Linked DNA regions of Mus musculus: region 1 is linked to region 2. A link is a contact called in public HiChIP or PLAC-seq data. All regions are on one chromosome and are shown on one strand. The core of a region is the stretch at or near the end of the contact, and the rest is flanking DNA. Distances in the headings are between cores, read along the strand shown.

Region 1 (2,700 bases), core at 51-2,550, 130 kb after region 2:
GGGTTTTCTATGCAGCTCTGGCTGGCCTGGAATTCGCTTGTAGATCAGGCTGGCCTTGAACTCCTTAGTTCACCTCTACTCCCAAGCACTGGGATTAAAGTACCCCACACCATCTGCTGGCCCATGATAAGTATTCTTTATCCCTCTGAAGCTTCCCTGTTGGCCCACTGTGCCCTCCTCTGTGGCTGTGTTCAGGTCAAGGCCTGCAGCCCTCAAGTGGGGTGCAGCAACTTCTCTGGCTCTTGCTGCGTGTGTGCGTGGTGGGTACCACACTGGCAGTGGGCTGTGGAGGGAGGGATGCTAACTCCCACTGTTGTCTTCCAGAATCTCTACCTGGAGCATCTGCTGCTGTGTGTGCAGGCCCTGCTGTCTGTATGTCAGGAAGACTGTCGAGCTGCCAGCCTGCAGTTCCTGGAGGTGCTGGTGACAATAATGGCAGTCTCAGATGCCGTGGGTCTTGAGAAGAAGGTAAGGGCACAGCACCCTGCAGCTACAGTCTCTCTCTACAGGAAATGTAGTTGTCTTCTGTTAGTCTTTAGCATGGTTGAATTTCACACCTGGGGCAGGCTTGACTAGCAAAGGTGAATGAATTCAGAATATTTAGAAGGAGTCTCTCACAAGGTGGCCTCCAGGGAATGACCCCTTTATATAGTCATATTGGGATGCTGGACGGACCCTCTAATCTCTTGGTGCTTCAAAATGCTCCTGATCAGCCAAAAGCTATAGTGAAGGCTGATGACTGTCCAGTGTAGCACAGCTCTTAGAGTTATTTCTGTCCCCTTGACTCTGCATTTAAGCTTTAATTTTATTTATTTATTTTGCTTTTGTTATTGTTGTTGTTCTGTTTTTTTAGATGGCCTTATTATATAGCCCAGGCTACCCCTGAACTTCTGAAGGCAAACTTCTGTCTCACAAATAAGGTGGAGAATAACTGAAGTAGGCCCTCAGCGTCAGCCTCTGTTTTCCCGTGCGCGTGCGCGCACATGCATAAATCCCTAACGTAGAATTCCTGTGAGCCTCAATAACCATCTGGGCCAGATGCTACTTCTTCAGGGTGAGCCCAGAGTAAGGCTCTCAGCCACCGCCCTGGGCCTGCAGGAGGCTTAGGTTCCTGTGGAACCCTACCTGAGGGGGCCTTTTCCTCTCTTGTTGGGGACTTTCTCTATTCAGATTCTTCTCTGTGAAGAAACCTTTGCAGAGAGTACGTGTCATATGTCATCAAAGACAGCTTGTCACTGATAGGACTATGAGTTCTAGCAAGGCTGTGCGTGCAGGCCACAGGAAGGAAGCCAGACCCATCAGGTCAGGAAGAGATATATATGGCCCACTGCCCTGGGGGAATGTCAGGGACTGCCTAGTGTATTAAACCCTCCTTCAGCCCCCCACTAACCTTTGTGGTTGGTTCCAGAGAGGCCAGCGAGTACTTTCAACCCTGAGATCTGCTCTGGGTAGGAGAGCTATGCGGGGAGGGTGCAGGCAAGGCAGCCTTCAGTTTTACAGTTTGGGAGATTTGGGTGGTGGCTTTGTTGTGGGTGTGAGGGTGGAGGGTTGTTCGCAGCTGGGGGTGGGGCTAGGGCCTTTCATGTCAGCTTCAGTGTTTCAGGGCTTTTATTTTGTTTGAGTTTTTGGCTTTTTTAGTTGTGTACATATGTGTATTTGTATGTGGGCATGACCACATGTGTCCTGAGAAGCCAGAGACATCGGATCCCCAAGAATTGTAGTAACAGATGGCTGTGAGCCCCCTGACATGGGACCCTAACACAGGACCTCTACAAGAGAGCATTGGGCCATCTCTCTAGACATGGTTTTTTGTGTTTGTTTTGTTTGTTTTGGTTTTTGGTTGGTTAGTTTTTTGACACAGGGTTTCTCCCTGGCTGTCCTGGAACTAACTTTGTAGAGCAGGCTAGACTCAAACTCATAGAGATCTGCCTGCTTGTGTCTCCTGAGTGCTGGGATTAAGGCATGCATCACCACACCCAGCTGGACTTTTGTTTTTTAAATGTGGTCTTTCTGTGTAGGGCAGGCTGACTTTGAACTCTTAATCTTCCTGCCAGAGCTATCTATAAATAGTAACAGGGTTTTTTTTTCATGCTCGTATGTGTGTGTGGGCATGTGTGCTTTTCCATGTGACTATGTGTGTAAGTGTATGTGTGCATGTACATGTGAGTGTGTGTGAGTGTGTGCATGTATGTGTGAGAGTGTGTGTGTGTCTGTGTGTGTCGATGCCATTCCTCTGGCATCATCCAGAGTTTCTCTTTCTTTGCCTTCCATTTTATTTTTGAAAGACTTTTTGATTTTTGTGTGTGTGTGTGTGTGTGTGTGTGTGTGTGTGTACGTGTACATGAGTGCAGTACCTGCAGAAGATGGACAAGAGTTTCAAATTCCATGGAGTTAAGAGTTGTGAGCTGGGGGCTGGAGAGATGACTCAGTGGCTAAGAGCACTGACTGCTCTTTCAGAGGTCCTGAGTTCAATTCCCAGCAACCACATGGTGGCTCACAACCATGTGTAATGGGATCTGATGCCCTCTTCTGGTTTGTCTGAAGACAGCTGCAGTGTACTCATATACATACATAAATCTTCTTTTAAAATTCCTTTAAAGTTGTGGATATGACCTATTTATCATGATGCTGGGAACTAAGTTTGGGTCCTCTTCGAGAGTAGTATGTGCTCTTAATTGCTGAGCATCTCTCTGGCCCTAC
Region 2 (2,700 bases), core at 170-2,669:
AACTGAATGACATTAAAGACAGCTCAAGGAGCCATGAGAATAGAGGTGACACTGAGTAAGGACAGTGAGTTTGAGGCATAAACACACCCCGGGGAGCCTCGGTGCCTGGCACAGTTGAGCCAGCACTGGTCCAGACTAACCTTGGGTTAGTCTACACTGCATTCAGGTACCCCCAGGGACATGCAGTGATTATCTGGCCTTCCTTCTTCCTGCAAAGGTAATCTCTACACCCCAGCAGGGAGGCAGGCACTCTGATGTTAGGTCTGTGTTCCCAGGCCTGGGGCTAGCTGAGAAATGTGTTGTTTTGCAGTCGCTTCAACACTGTGGACATTCATAAAATTAATTTGCTAAGCGGGGAGATAAATCCAATGCCGTGTTCCCATGGCAACACTTCCCATGCTGCCCAATTTCAGTCTTAAGATTTTATGGGAAGCCATCCTTCCTGGTCCAGCTGCTTCCCTGGCCACACAATCAGGGCCCAGGAATTGGGCAGTGGGCGGGGTGGGGGTGGGGGCAGCTTGAATTGAGGAATGCGGGTCTGGAATCCGAGCTGCTGAGAAATCACTTTTCCCACCCAGCTCCTGTCCAGCTCCTCTTGGGTTTTCCTGGAGAGCTGTGGGAGACCTTGGATCCAGATGAGGTCATCCTTGCCTGCAGGTCCTGGCAGGCCCAGCCCAGGCCCAGGGTACCCCCTACTAGGAGGCCAGCCAAAGCTGTGTCCTGCCAAACACAGGGCCCAGACCCAGCAGAGGCTTTGTCCTATCTCAAGGGCTCCTGGCCCAGGGTAGCTCACCCCAGGGGAACAGAGGCAGGAAGGTGACACAGTAGGGAGTGAGCTCAGACAGTAGCAGGGACCCTGCACCACCCGGATTTGTGACTTCCACCTTTGTGTCCTAGGCGCCTGGCTCCCACCGGTGGGTGTGTCTGCAGGAGGCACGCCCAGCTCCTGCCCTGCCTGCTGAGTGTTTTCTAGAAGCTCTGAGGATCAGGTGTCTGAGAAGTTGGCAGCTTCCCATCCTGCTCAGGGGTAGCCACTGTGAATACAGCAAAGAGAAACAAGCTACTTGGCCTCGGAGGGTGCAGCCCTGCAGATGCCTCTACGAAGCACATAAGCTGGCTCCAACTCCTTAATCGGCCTGTTCTCCTTGTGGTAGCGAGGCTCCCAGGAGCCAATGGTATTAATCCCCTTCTGGATGTCCCCATAAGTGGTGTGGAAATCAGGTCCAGAAACAATCACATCTTGTTGGCGTAGCAGGAGCCAGGCACACACAGGCAGCCAGTATGACATCCTATAGCTCTCAGAGCATTGGGGCTCAGGGACATGGGGAGGGGGGCAGGGAACAGGGGACAGAGATGTGGGCTTCATAGCTAGGCTTCCCAGGACTGCCAGTGTCCTCCTCGAGCAGGGCAGGGTGTGCCTGTTAGTCTAGCTCTCAAGGACACAGTTTACAAAACAAGTTCAGAAAATCCACACTAGGACGGTGTGATAACTACCACAAGAGATGTGGCTGTGAGACAGGGCAGGGGCAGGGGCAGGGGCAGGGGCAGGGGCAGGGGCAGGGCAGGGGCAGCCCAGGTGTGAGAGAAACAGGAGACTTCACGCCTCAAGAAGAGGAGCTCAGACATAGCCGCAGGGAGCTGGGCTTGACCCTCCATGCACATCTGCCTTAGATGTGGCCGGAGCCTCCCCCAAGCCGTGTGAATAAGCTGCACAGTCCCCAGCAATGCATTCTGGTCCCCGTGGACTTGGGGTCTGTGGGTTAACTTTCCAGATTCAGTTCATCACAGAGGAAGAAGGGTATTTAAAAAAAAAAAAAAGCCACGTTGCCAAGGAGACCACTTCAAACACACTTTATAAGGTTGTGAAAAGTATACCTTCCCCTGGGGTTGGGTTACATCCCAGAGGCCCAGACAATATAACTGTTCATGTGAATGAGGCCCAACCTCTCCCTCATCTCCAGTCAATGAAGGCTCAAGCTGACTGATGCCAAGGCCACCCTGGGAAGCAGACGCCTTCTTAGAAACCTTTCTGCATGGTGGGGGCTTATGAAGAAGGTGGTTCCAGGCCAGCCCCACTGCTTGAGATTCCCCCAAGGTAACTGGCAGTCAACACACTGTCCCCAAACAGCAGAACCTTCTGGAAGATCAGGGGCACCCTGAGGTCAAACCTCACACCTGTCACCAGAGAGACATGAAGAGAGGGGAGGGACACGTGAAACACACAAAGCAGGGCGGGGTGTGCCTGTTAGTCTAGCTCTCAGGGGGCTGAGACAAGCAGACCACTTCTAATTCAAGGTCAAATTCATCTACAGAGTAAGGCTGCCTTGAAAAAGCCAAAGAGAAGATGGGGGAAATGCCTTACCTGACAAAGTGCTTACTGTGCAAACCTGAGGACCTGAGTTTGATCCCCAGCATTGACATAAAAAGTTAAGTGTCATAGCATATCCTTGTAAGCCCAGGATTGGGGGAGTAGAGACAAGAGGGTCGCTGGGGCTGCCTGACTCCATTGGAGTTCTTCTCTCTCCCTTTCTTTCCCTCACGGAGACAAGGCCACTCCACAATGCCCAGGTTGGCCTAGGACCCCCGATCTTCCTGCTTCAGTCTCCCAAACAGTGGGATTATAGGTGTGTACCATCATGCCCAGTGTACCTTCACTTCTCAACCTGAAGATGGGCTCCTACAGACTCCGAGACGAGCATC

What was found. HiChIP or PLAC-seq counts read pairs in DNA pulled down with a chosen protein or histone mark.
Region 1: an H3K27ac HiChIP or PLAC-seq map of embryonic stem cells shows a contact between it and region 2, with 7 read pairs. The contact joins two enhancer-like sites. A contact is called at or near these places in 6 of 39 promoter capture datasets (the 3T3-L1 cell line, 3T3-L1-derived adipocytes, frontonasal cranial neural crest and 3 more), 1 of 484 Hi-C or Micro-C datasets (nephron progenitors), 5 of 115 datasets of contacts at active chromatin or transcription factors (the SCID.adh cell line, craniofacial prominence, embryonic forebrain and 2 more) and 2 of 9 other capture datasets (adipose tissue and pancreatic islet).

What each region holds. Positions count from the first base shown.
Region 1 is chr5:139,165,736-139,168,435 of GRCm38.p6, forward strand. Dnaaf5 (dynein, axonemal assembly factor 5) reads left to right here. Exons shown (of 13, transcript NM_001081265.2): 7 at 325-468. Among named protein-coding and RNA genes, the nearest start is that of Dnaaf5, 17 kb to the left of the region's middle. Within about 2 kb of position 1,301, at least 69 of the 459 cell types and tissues checked have an H3K27ac peak or open chromatin away from gene starts, as enhancers often do. A contact at or near this core is called in embryonic stem cells, where this site is marked.
Region 2 is chr5:139,033,157-139,035,856 of GRCm38.p6, forward strand. All of the region lies in intron 9 of Prkar1b (protein kinase, cAMP dependent regulatory, type I beta), which reads right to left. Among named protein-coding and RNA genes, the nearest start is that of Pdgfa, 40 kb to the left of the region's middle. Within about 2 kb of position 1,420, at least 72 of the 459 cell types and tissues checked have an H3K27ac peak or open chromatin away from gene starts, as enhancers often do. A contact at or near this core is called in embryonic stem cells, where this site is marked.